Linked DNA regions of Columba livia: region 2 is linked to region 1. The links are chromatin contacts, called in public Hi-C maps. All regions are on one chromosome and are shown on one strand. Each heading gives the region's core, a stretch centred on a gene start, on an enhancer-like site or on the middle of the called end of the contact. The rest is flanking DNA. Distances are from core to core; before and after follow the strand shown.

What was found. Hi-C and Micro-C count contacts between places; a contact is called where the count stands out from the background.
Region 2: a contact with region 1 is called in a Hi-C map of liver, with 2.2 times the contacts expected there. The contact joins the promoter of LOC110355623 here to the promoter of CEP76 in region 1. A contact is called at or near these places in 2 of 2 Hi-C or Micro-C datasets (crop and liver).

Annotation. Positions count from the first base shown.
Region 1 is chr2:107,000,366-107,006,477 of bColLiv1.pat.W.v2, reverse strand. CEP76 (centrosomal protein 76) reads right to left here and starts at 3,026. Exons shown (of 11, transcript XM_065053091.1): 1 at 2,869-3,026; 2 at 1,532-1,687; 3 at 1,117-1,198. The coding sequence starts at 2,931. PSMG2 (proteasome assembly chaperone 2) reads left to right here and starts at 3,045. Exons shown (of 7, transcript XM_005514026.4): 1 at 3,045-3,231; 2 at 4,857-5,028; 3 at 5,817-5,875. The coding sequence starts at 3,163.
Region 2 is chr2:107,287,830-107,293,941 of bColLiv1.pat.W.v2, reverse strand. It overlaps LOC110355623 (centrosomal protein of 290 kDa), which reads right to left and starts at 2,273. Exons shown (of 8, transcript XM_065053113.1): 1 at 1,868-2,273; 2 at 986-1,125; 3 at 309-389. The coding sequence starts at 1,900. The region is part of intron 1 of MPPE1 (metallophosphoesterase 1); the gene reads right to left.

The DNA.
Region 1 (6,112 bases), core at 1,777-4,276:
GCTACCCTGGATTTCTACAGGGTTCAGACCAAATCCGGAAGTCTCTTCATAACACACTTAGTTCCTACGGTGTTCCCTGGCTACCAACAAAATAACAGTAATACAGGCTGTGGATGACTGACACTTCTGCAGGTGTTTGCCAAATGGTAGGCAAACTGAACTCACACTAAAGATTTTCTTTCCATCTGATGACAAATCTATGTTACACTTCTTCAACTGTCAGCACAAAGTTCATGAAAAATCACAGCCATCTTAGTATCTCTTACCAGCTCTGAGACTATTATCTCACTGTCCATTATAAACTGGGTCAAATTCAAAAGTTATTTTAGAGTGGAAAAGAAGATGCAAGAGTAGAGAATGATCTACAAGTGGCATAACCTAATACAGTAATCGGTTTCCTTAGGAAAATGTGATAAAAAATAGGAAAGAAAGCCAGTAAGTAATATCAAATATATTTTGTAATAACTCTGAAGTCAGAAAAAAATCCCAATAGCATCAGCCTTAGACCCACAACATTCCTTACCTAGGCTATCCTTGTGTACCTCAAGTAAAAAACCGTCATGAAAATCTGGCTCACAGGCACACGGGACAGGTTTAGAACGGAAGCGCTGATTTCGAAAATGTAAACACAGGGTGAAGGTAGAACAGATTTGGCCAGGCAGAGGCTCCGGTTCCTGAAGGTGTTCCAGAAAAGCTTTTCCACCCAAAACCTGAAGGTAAAGATACCTCCGTGTTGGGTCAATGTTAGCTGTAAAGCGTAGCAATAAAAATGAAGAGACTACAAACAGATCTTAAGAAGCATGTTAAATATCAGTTAACTAACAGAAGACTAGAAAACAAAAAATAAACTTTTTTTAAATGAGTGCTTAGAAGAAAGTGATTTTAAAATGTATGGAAGTTATCTTAATGTAAGATAAATGACATTAAAAAAATTCACATTTTATGCAACACTTAATTTCTGCTGCTTACGTAAATTTACTTTCTGTAGATAAGCAGGAAAAACATCCACCTTTATGGCAGTTCATACTGGACCACTAATTCAGAGTTCAAAAACTCATACACTTCAAATTTCTCTCAAACCTATGATCCAAATACTAAAATAAACAAGCAACATACTTTTTTTCAAAACTGGTGGTTCTCTGTCAACAAAATGTGTTGATGGTTTTGGAGCTGAAGTCCTCTCCCTTTCATTCACACCCTGAAATTACAATTAAGACTTTTTAAGGCATCAAGGGATGCAACAGTGCTCTTACCACAGCCTTCTAAAAATTAAAGAATCCTCAGTTTCACCTGAATGCCATTCCTCAGGTATGCTCCTACTTGAGATGTAACAAAACAGAACAAATAATTGCAATGTAATATTATCACCAAACCACTTTTAGCAAATGCCTTAAGCTGTTCTGCTCCTGATATGTCACCAATCAGTAAAGCCATTACAAACCTTTAGAAGTAGAGAGTTTTCACTTTGTCAAAACACCATGTCAGTAAGAAGGAAAAGCAAAAATATTTTCACTCTTGAAAAGCTACTTACAGTTACAAATTTAAGTTCCTTCATAACATCATCAATGATTCCTCGTTGTCTTAAGGCTTTTATCAGATCTTCTGTGGATAACTGCTGATGCTCAGGTGCTAACTCTTCACGTATAGTCTCAGCAAGAACTTCTCTGATCCTGCCATGGACATCCATCTGAAAGAAAATTCACTATATGCTACAAATACGGGGTCTTTAAATGGTAGCAGCTATGACTAAACAGTCACTCAATAAGACTAAAGATATACTCCTAGGAACACAGAAATAACTACATAAAAACATTCATCCTTTCAGAACTACCAGTTTAAAAAATCATGACCATACCAAACCTGAGCATTTTCACTGCTCTTTACAGCATTCCCTGCCTTGAACTTGCCTCCTTATAAAAAGGTCTGCAAATCCATCAAATATAAAATGGTCACTGTTTTAATCTCGTCTCCCTCAAGATTCATCTTTAGAATAATAGTTTCTTATTTTTTAAGGGGAAAAGTACACTTTTATACTTAAGACACAGAAGTAGGAAATCTCCATTGAAAGCTTCCCCTGTGCTCAAAGGGAAAACAGAATTTCTGTCCTTCATCTCAGCTGTTAAAATGCATGGATCTGCAAAACTGAGGGATGTTAGGCCCACAGCCACTGGGACTTACAATACTTTGCGACGCATGAGCTGAAGCATTTGTACTTAGTTCCCCATCAATCCAAGCCCAATAACTTCTCTCAAAAAGCAGCAAGCAAAGAACACATTCCTGTGCAGTCTACTCGGGTGAACCTGCTTTAGCAGGTGGTTTGGACTAGATGACCTCCAGAGGTCCCTTCCAATCCCAACCATTCTGTGAAAAAGGAACCAAAAACACCAAAAAGCCTCGGTCTCAGGGTTCCGACTCCCCGACTCAGCCGCCAGTGCCGCGGGCCTCTCCCTGCCCTGACCAGGGCAGCGACACGGAGCGAGAGAGCAGCAAGAGGAGGAGCGGACAGGGCGGCAGGGACCTCAGCTTCATCTCTCCGGGAGCCAGGAAAGCAGAGATGAGGGCGGGGAGCGGGGGCGGTAGGAGACGGCGAGGAAAAGGCCGCAAAGCGGGGCAAGGATCAGACAGGAGCGCGAACCGCCGCTGGCCGTTGTGCAAGAGGGCGCGAATGGCTCCTGGGAACCACCTGAAGCTGCTGAAGTAGAGAAAACAAAGCAAAGAACGGGCAGGGAGGGAGCGAGCGGGCACTGCTGCCGCCAGGGGCCGGGGCTCCGCACCGCCGGCACGGGGAACAGCAAAGCCCGACCAGGCCACCCCTCCCCCTGCGACAGGAGAAGTCGCTCCGCCGCTCTACCGCGCAGACACCCCCACCTTGACCAGCTGCTGGTGGATGATCTGCTTCAGCTCGGAGGCTTTCTCCGGCGGCAGCGCCATAGCAAGAGCGGGGACGAGTCACTTCCCACTCCGGCAGCAGCAGCGGGGAGGGGGCCCCCAACGGCCTTTCCAACGCGCGCGAGCGACGGCGTAACCGCCCGGGGCGCGGCCGCCGCCTCGCCCGCTGGGGGGCGCAGCGCGAGCGACGGCGGCCGTTACTCCCCGCCCCGCTGAGGAAAGGGGAGACGCGGCCGTTGCTTCCTGTCTCCTCTTCCCTCCTTCGCCGCCGGCATGTTTGTTCCTTGCGACCGTGGCGGGGGCTCCGCCAGCTCCGACTTTAAAGGCTTCACTCTGCTCATGGTAGGTTGTGCGCCTGTTTCTTCTCCCCTCTCCCCGTCTCGATGGGTTTGGGGGGGCGCCGCCCCAAGAGGGCACCCCGGAGCTGAGCGCTCCTCTCCGCTCCGTGGGGTGTGGGCAGGGGCCTGTCTTCCTGGATCGCCTGCATCTGTGGGGCAGGAGGGCTTGGGCACTTTCGTCTCTCTCTGCTCTGCTTGGGGGTCGCCCCTGGCACTTGCATGAGGGAAAGCGAAGAGGCGCTGGGCAGGCGGCTGCTGTGCCCGTGTGTGTATTGGGTGTTTTGCTGAGTGAAAGAGGCGGATTTTCAGGGGTCCTTCCCAGCGCTGTTTCCAGCAGAGCTTAATGCGCTCTCTTCCGTTTCCCTCGATTTCTCCTTCCTCAGCCCGTCCTTTTCTGCTCGTCAAGGGGAACATTATGTGCTGAGCTATAGCTACATGCTTTCACTCTAAGATTAAAGTGCTGTATGTCGTCTCACAGAATTTGCGGCATCTGTGGGTTGGCACTGGAATAAAAGTGTATTTTTTCACTTAGATGCCATATATATATATGTTTTTAATGAAAAAAAAATCTCATTTTTGCTATATTTAAACTCCGATTAGCATTGTTTTAGGAAGTGTTTTAATCACCTTCGTACATGGTATGAAATCAATTTAGGATAACCTAACCTAACCTGAGCTTACATTGGTTATTGTGGGGTAAGAGTTCCAGGGCAGGCTACGAAGTAGCAAACCATTATTTTTCCTGTTAGTGAGTCCCTTAACTGTATTACTTAAAGGTAAGCTTATCACCTCTCACTGAGGGCTGCACAGCTTGTAATGACTCTGCAGGCGGCACGGGAAGTCATTGCAGATCAGCTGACTGGCCACAGGAAATAGATCACTGCTGTTTTCTTTGGGAGTAACAGGCTGTTGAGTACCAGCCAGTTTTTAATGACAACTTCTTAAGTAATGTTAGGTTCTCTTTCACCGTGAGCTTATCAGCATCAAATTTGATATTTCCACAATTGGTGGCAGCAGAAATACCTAGAAATGCAGCTGCTTATAAATTAGAGGGAAGCAACAAAAAATTTGTCGTGGTCTTCCAGTATTTGTTTCTGTCTACAGGACACGAATTCTTGAATTTCTCTTTCTGTGCCATGAGATTAGGTCAGTGGCTGCCCTGATAGGTGATAACCCATGGCGATTCCTATGAAATGAATCCAAGATGACCCTTAGCATTATTATCCTCTTGTACATAGGTCTATTTACAGGCTTATAGCTTTAAAGTGTAATATCAACATTACCATTAGGTGTCACCTGAGGGCCACCAATCTCAGCTTTAGTGGTTTGAGTGACTTTGGTCTCCTCTGTGTCAAAAAAAAGACAGGGAGGAGACAGGCTTCCAAGCCTTTATTTAAGTGTACAATGCGATGGGTTTATTCACAGATGTGGCCGGGATGTTTTTGTGGGACGGGGCCAAGGTGTGTATTAATAATCTGGTAAGAAATAGTCACCTTTGTCAAATAATGAGCAGCCACTTTTAGAAATCATGTTTGTCAAGGAATGTAGTAGTTTAAACTTCCACTCTTTGAAGACCATATTGTGTTGTCCATAAAACACGCTGTAATTCAGTAACTTTTCTTACTTCAGCCAGCAGTGTCAGTGGGAAATGTTGGTCAGCTGGCAGTAGATCTAGTGATTTCCACACTCAACATGACTAAAGTTGGTTATTTCTACACTGATTGCCTGGTGCCGATGGTTGGAAATAATCCATATGCAACAGCAGAAGAAAACTCAACAGAGCTGAGTATAAATGCTGAAGGTGGGTGTTGAATGCTGAAGATATTTGCCAGCTGCATAAGGTGCAAGAGTGTCACACTTTGTTGTTGTTGTTGTGTTTTGCATACATGAACAGTGTTTAAACTAAGGTCAGTAATAACTTCAGTAACTTACAGATAAGAATGTATGTACACTTTGCAAAGTGTTACGATTGTTATTTTGGATAACCGATTTGACATATGGAACCACTAAGAAATATTGACTCTTGACCATATTACAGTGCAGCCAAAATGATCTGCAGGTTTTCACCAAAGCAACATCAAGTGTACATGTACTTGTAGTAAACTGCTGGAATGCAAGCTGGACTTCTGGTGTAGATAGATATTTATGCTTCCTTCTGTCCTTCTGTTTGCCTTTTCCTTCTGTGGTATTTCTCCCGCTTCAAATTCTCAGGATTCTTTCCCTATATTGACTGTTGCATTGCATCTTTTTTCCCCCGTCTTAAATAATGGAAATCTCCAAATGATTTGTCATAATCTTTGAAAAGCTGTATAAAGAGATTGTCTTAATCATTATGAGAGGCAGAACTTAATATATTTTTCTTCATTCAATTGTTTGAATTTATGACAAGTGAAATTAAATCTAGTGAAGACAATGCTCAAAAATATGTATTTTTAACACTCTGGATATTGTGAAGCTTTCCTGTATGAATTGATAGTTGAAAGGTGTACTATCCTCAGCTTTGTAAATCGGATAAATCTGGATACTTCTAAGCCAAAATCTATTTCTTGCTTTCTCCTTACAAAATTTAATTACTACTTCTTCTTCTAGTGTATTCATTGCCTTCAAAGAAACTTGTAGTTCTGCAGATCAGATCACCTTTTATAAAGGTATGTATGTTCATTGATTGTTCTTACTTCACTATTCAGTTTGGATAGTTCTGCTGGAAAATAGTTTAAGTGGCCTAGGTAAATTTTAAGACATTAGACCAGACTAAACAAACAAAACTAGAAGAACTATGCCACATTATAAAACTTGGAAAAAACCCACAGACTGAAAGAGAGCAAAATATTTTTCTAATTTGTGCTATAACACCTTCTGCAGTTGATACAATTTTAGCTATAAAA
Region 2 (6,112 bases), core at 1,024-3,523, 290 kb before region 1:
AAAAACATACAAAAAATATTGTGTGTGTGTACACATGCATGAAGGAGCTTCCCCAGCTCATCCAATTTTTATCAGTGAAAGATTCGAGAAAGAAATCAATTTCGTTCTTTGTTTAGTGCTATTTTCAAGTTTAATCTAAGATTTAGTATTTCCTTTTAAAAATGTAAATTGTTTTCCATTGTTTCAAAGGCTGAAAGCAGCTTCGATAAAAGTTAACAAAAACTCAACCGGTTTAACCAGGAACAACACATTCTACCCTACACAGAAGAATATTTAATTCTGTAAAGAACCAATTTCCAAGAACTCACCTGACATTGTCACTCTCTAGATTAAGATCCTTGCCGTATCCACCCTTATGCCATAATTGGGTTTCTGTCTGAACTTGAACACTTCATTAAAACAAACACAACAGCTTAATAAAATTAGATTTTACAATCTTAATTGGATCAAACAAAGCAACTGAAAAAGGCTAAATTACTTTTCAGTTTAATTTGACAATAGAGATTTCCATGCAGGATCATAAACGTACCAAAATTTCAACTTCAAATTTTTGCAACAGTTACTTAAATCCTGGCAGGACTCTCTCCAAAACACTACCACTATGGTTTTTCAGGTCTTAAGGTCACAGTTTCTGAATCTCCTAAACAGCATTGATGCAATTTAACTATGTTACTTATGTTTGGTGGAAAAATAGTCTAAAACTCTATACAGTTAAAGAGAGAGAGCATGTGGCTAAGCAGGGTTACTACTTATTGATATTAAAACTGTTTATTTCACTAAAACAAGGAATTTTGTCCAAGTTGCCCCAGCCATCCTTTGTTTCTTTACACACTTCCAGAATTCTCCGTCCCCCAATCCTGTTCAACAGCAGCCCCTCAAAATATGGAGAACACACAAGGCCTGGGCCATCTGAAGAATATAAGGGTAAAAGTCCTGAAATACTGCGCTTCTTTTGATGCAAAAAGAAAAGTTTGACAATTCTTACTCTCTGCTTGTGACACAGTCATGCATTAACTGCTGCAGATGCAGTTTTTCTTGGATCTGACCCAGATTCTTTTCTAGATCCTTATTTCTCATGTGTAGTTTTTTCAACTTCTTGACTAACTGTTCATTTTCATCACTGAGCTGAAAAGGAAGAGAATTGAAAAAGAAAAACCAAGCAACTTTTTCAAATAAAGTGTTAATTGAGCTGATAATATTTCAAATTAAAATTACCTCCCAAAAGTTTTACTGTGGTTACCTTGAACTATATAAATACATAAAGGAAAAGGACTGGAAAAATAATTGGCTTCAAACTTTATGAAGAACTGACTATCACACAGCTTTTTTAACACATCTATTAAAGGCTTCTAACGTAATTCATAATTCATTAGTGAATGATAAGATGAACTGGTTTTGTATTTAAAAAAATAAATCACAAAGGGACAAAACAAACAAACTTTCAGTTATAAACTCTAAACACCATCTCTGCAACTAAGCTCAGGCACTTTCTAGTTTCAGCTGGGCAGGGTGTTGGGCCAGTAAAGGTTGGACCAGACGATCCTTGTGGTCACTTCCAACCTGGTATTCTATGATTTGTTGTTATTGCTGTTTTAACCTCACCAAAGCCGAAAGAGCAAACTACAGCCGCAGTGGTAGAGTTTCTTGCGTGCAGGTTTGCTGAACCCCGCCCGGCACCATAGAATGATGCTTATCGCTTCGTCTACCACCCAAATGCACCTGCCTACACTGCCCTGACCCACGGGTTATTCAGTAACACCGACACAATCGACCGATGCTCTGTCCAGAGAAGGCGGAGCAGCAAGAAAAACCGCCGGACGGACGGACGGCGGCCCCGCGGGCCGGCACTACCGAGGTCCCCACTCACTCGCAGGCACTTGTGCACAGACGGCAACGCCATCGCGCCCGTACCGCCGCCACAAATCCGCCCGCCGCCCGCGGCGACCGCGCCGTGGAAGGACCCCGCCTAGCTGCCCTATTCACTGCCTGCCACCGCCGCTCGGGCGGGCGCCTTGGCCACCAAAGCCCATCCGCACTGGCGCCGTACAGTTGACGTCATGGGTGAGCGACCGCACTGTGTCAAAGGCCCCGGCTACCTCCCTTCCCCCCCCGTTGCCAGGGAAACGGCAGCGCTCGCAGCGCCCGCTGCTCCCCCCCGCTCCCTCACGGAATCACAGAATGTTGGGGATTGGAAGGGACCTCAAAAGATCATCTAGTCCAATCCCCCTGCTGGAGCAGGAACACCTAGATGAGGTTACACGGGAATGTGTCCAGGTGGGTTTTGAATGTCTCCAGAGAAGGAGACTCCACAACCTCCCTGGGCAGCCTGTTCCAGTGTCTGTCACCCTCACTGAGAAGAAGTATCTTCTCAAATTTAAGTGGAACCTCTTGTGTTCCAGTTTGCACCCATTGCCCCTTGTCCTATCATTGGTTGTCACCGAGAAGAGCCTGGCTCCATCCTCATGGCACTCACCCTTTACATATTTATAAACATTAATTAGGTCACCCCTCAGTCTCCTCTTCTCCAAGCTAAAGAGCCCCAGCTCCCTCAGCCTTTCCTCATAAGGGAGGTGCTCCACTCCCTTAATCATCTTTGTGGCTCTGTGCTGGACTCTCTCCAGCAGTTCCCTGTCCTTCTTGAACTGAGGGGCCCAGAACTGGACACAATATTCCAGATGCGTTCTCACCAGGGCAGAGTAGAGGGGAAGGAGAACCTCTCTGGTCCTACTAACCACCCCCCTTCTAATACACCCAGGATGCCATTGGCCTTCCTGGCCACAAGGGCACAGTGCTGGCTCATGGTCATCCTGCTGTCCACCAGGACCCCCAGGCCCCTTTCTCCTACGCTGCTCTCTAACAGGTTGTTCCCCAACTTATACTGGAACCTGGGGTTTTTCCTGCCCAGATGCAGGACTCTACACTTTCCCTTGTTATATTTCATTAAATTTTTCCCTGCCCAACTCTCCAGCCTGTCCAGGTCTCGCTGGATGGCAGCACAGCCTTCTGGCGTGTCAGCCACCCCTCCCAGCTCGGGAGAGGCACGGCTGGAGCGGGAGGCAGGCGGCAGTGCCGCGGCTGGGAAGGGCTCGCCCCGGGGCTGGCCCGGCGCGTTTCACCGCCCGTGAGGCAGAGATCTCCTGCCCGGCCTGTGGCGGCCGGTGACACGGGACTCTGAGCCAGCTGTAGGGTTCCAGAATCGGCTTTGCTGCGGCCTCTGGAGACAGCCTAAGAACACCCAGTGCCAGCCCATCTCTTTTACATTGTCCTTAGTTTTATTCACAAGTTAATTTTCCGTGACTAGTGGCAACTGAGTGCTTGGGATTGAGAACGCTGCCAATTACAGACCTGCATGGGGACATTTCTACCTCAACACACACCAAGTCACGTATCTCTACAACAGTGTATTCTGCATCTCTTGCTCCCATCACAACAGGCTGTCCAAGGTACAACGACCTAATGCCCAATGGGTTGTGTCTTAGTGTTTGTGGTACCTGGTATTACTGCTATTTGCTGGGTTTTGTCTTTCTTTTTTTTTTTATTTCGTATTTTGCAGGTGTTTTTTGGCAGAGCAGGCTGGAGGGCATACAGGCAGGGCAAAAACATTTCACCCTTGCGGCAGACTGGACCATAACAGATAACATGCCAACAGAAGGCATCCACAGCCACAAGATCATCCATCACAGCAAGACTGACCCAAAACGGTGATTACTGCTGCCCTCTGTTGCCTGTTATCACCAGTTCAAAACCTTTCCTGTTTCTGTCTCTCTAGATCTCAAATCAAAGTCTTTTGCTCTCTGTCTTTGTATAAAATGTTGCTTGTCTTGTTACTTACAGCCCATGACATGTTGCCATCTTTTTTTTTTTTGATAAAATGTTGCCAGATACCACCTGCCCCTCCACCTTGACCATGTAGCTCACCTGATGGCAGGGCCTGGCAATTTTTGCAAGGAACCATTCATGCCCAGGAAGAGAGGAAGGGAGACGCCAGCAGGTCACTGCTGCCTACCATGGGTTTACAACTTACCGAACACATTACAAGGCACCCCGGGTACTGTAAATGTAACCAGATGAAGGGGAGGTGGGGCGTGCACCTTCAGCTCCAGGATGCAACCCCATCAACCTGGATCAGCCTGTCACCCATCTAGCCGACCCCCTGCACTCTGCACACAGGTCACAGTGCAAGGTAAAAGCCATTGTGCTGGGCTGAATATACACGAGATCCAAGCTATGAAGCTGCTGACAAGCCGAGAGCACGTGGGAGGGAACGATGCGCCTGTGCTGCCAACTGCTGCCAGAAATCCTATCTGCGAAGATTTCTGTATTGGTTCCGTAATTGCTGAAGCAGCCACACAACACTGCTAATTCTTGGGGCCCATGAGGAGTCACCTTGTCCCCAAATAGCCTGGCAACAAAATTGCTACTTTAATCAGCAACTAACACTGAATAAATTAGCAACTGACAGTTCATAGTATGAAAACCAGGAAGTCACTTCTTGATAAAGAGATGGCTGGATGTAACTAGCTACAGTAGCAGTAAAAAAAATAAAATCAATTTGGGATGTATAATACTATCGAGCAATGCAGTGGTGCTGCAGAGAAAGGGAGATCCTGTTTTCAGATGGAATAGCAATATCCTGAGAGGTAATTACTCAGTTCTATTCTGGTTTATCCAGCACAAACAAGATCTCAGGTGAGGTCCTGAGGAGTCTAGAAAACAGGAATAAAAATTCCATGAGGAAGAAAATACAGCATACCAGGAAGGGTTGAAATAACTGTGTTTGTTTAGTCCAGAAAACTGAGACTGCCAAGAATCATTTCAATAATAAAAGATGAAGTCAGTTAAAAAGGACAGTCATAATTGTTTCCTGTGTCCTCCAGAAGAAGATGGGCAGGAATAAAGTTACTTTCCAACAGAGGTTATATCAGTTGGATGACAGGGAAAATTTTCTTAATATCAAAGAAGAAAAATACACATAGATCTCCCTCACTAGAGCTTTTAACAAGTGGATCAAAGAAACAGCTGATCAGGCGTGACTTTGGACACAGGTATATCCAATATGCACAGCATACTGACATTCAGCAAGTAGACAAAGACTTCACTTTAAAGCCCCTTTTAGGCCAACATTTCAATGATTCTATTTTAGAAATTTTTCTCATTTAGAAAAGAACACACTCTGATATAATAATACTGATATTTTGCAAAATTTTGTAGAATGACTACTTCAGAAATAAATTTTCAAGTGACAAAGGGAAACTGTAGTACAGGACAGTGGGGTGGAGAAAGATTAGCACAGTGGAACCCAGCAGACCCCACATACCAGTAACTCATTGTACACAGTACGAGTAGGATAATAATTTTTTCCTCAATATTGGGAATGTCAGGAGTAGTCATAATTGCTTAATACCATGCAAGGCAAGGCCACCTGAATATCAGGAATAGTATTTTATAACGAATGTAGAAGGCTCATTAGGACTTACATTCCCATCAATTAAAGATACTCAAAAGATCGGTAAAAATGGCCCAAGGCTGGTAGCACTGGACATCAGATTTTGAAGAATACAAAAATCAAAAGATAATGGCAGTCTGCATGTATACATAAACCACATTTTATACAAATTATAAAAGACTTTTGAGTACTTGACTGGGAAACATGTTCATTTTCCAGAGATACTAACAATACATGATTTTTTAAAAACTTCTCTGTGGCAGTAAATGCATGAAATGCCACTAAGATACTTGTTTTCCACTGTAAACAATTACTGCAGGAGAATTTCCCTACGCTATTATTCAGTTCATTTGTTGAATATGTTCTTTCTTCTTTGCATTTCTGTTTCTAGCTCAGCTTGGTACAAACAAATTCATGTGCTGGCACACATGAATGAAAATGTCATCGATTCCAGCAGTGCTGAGCCTGCTACTTACTGCCAAACAGCTACATGTGCACCAAAATCATTGATTCAATTTGTCAGAAAACATATGAGCATGGTATTACTTGATGCAACCCTACAGTAACTCCAAGTGTAGCCTTTCTTCCATGCAGATTAAAGGGCAGTATGTGTCCTTTCAATCCTCAGAGACTTGCTATCCTCATGAGATTTTCCAGGAGTTAAAA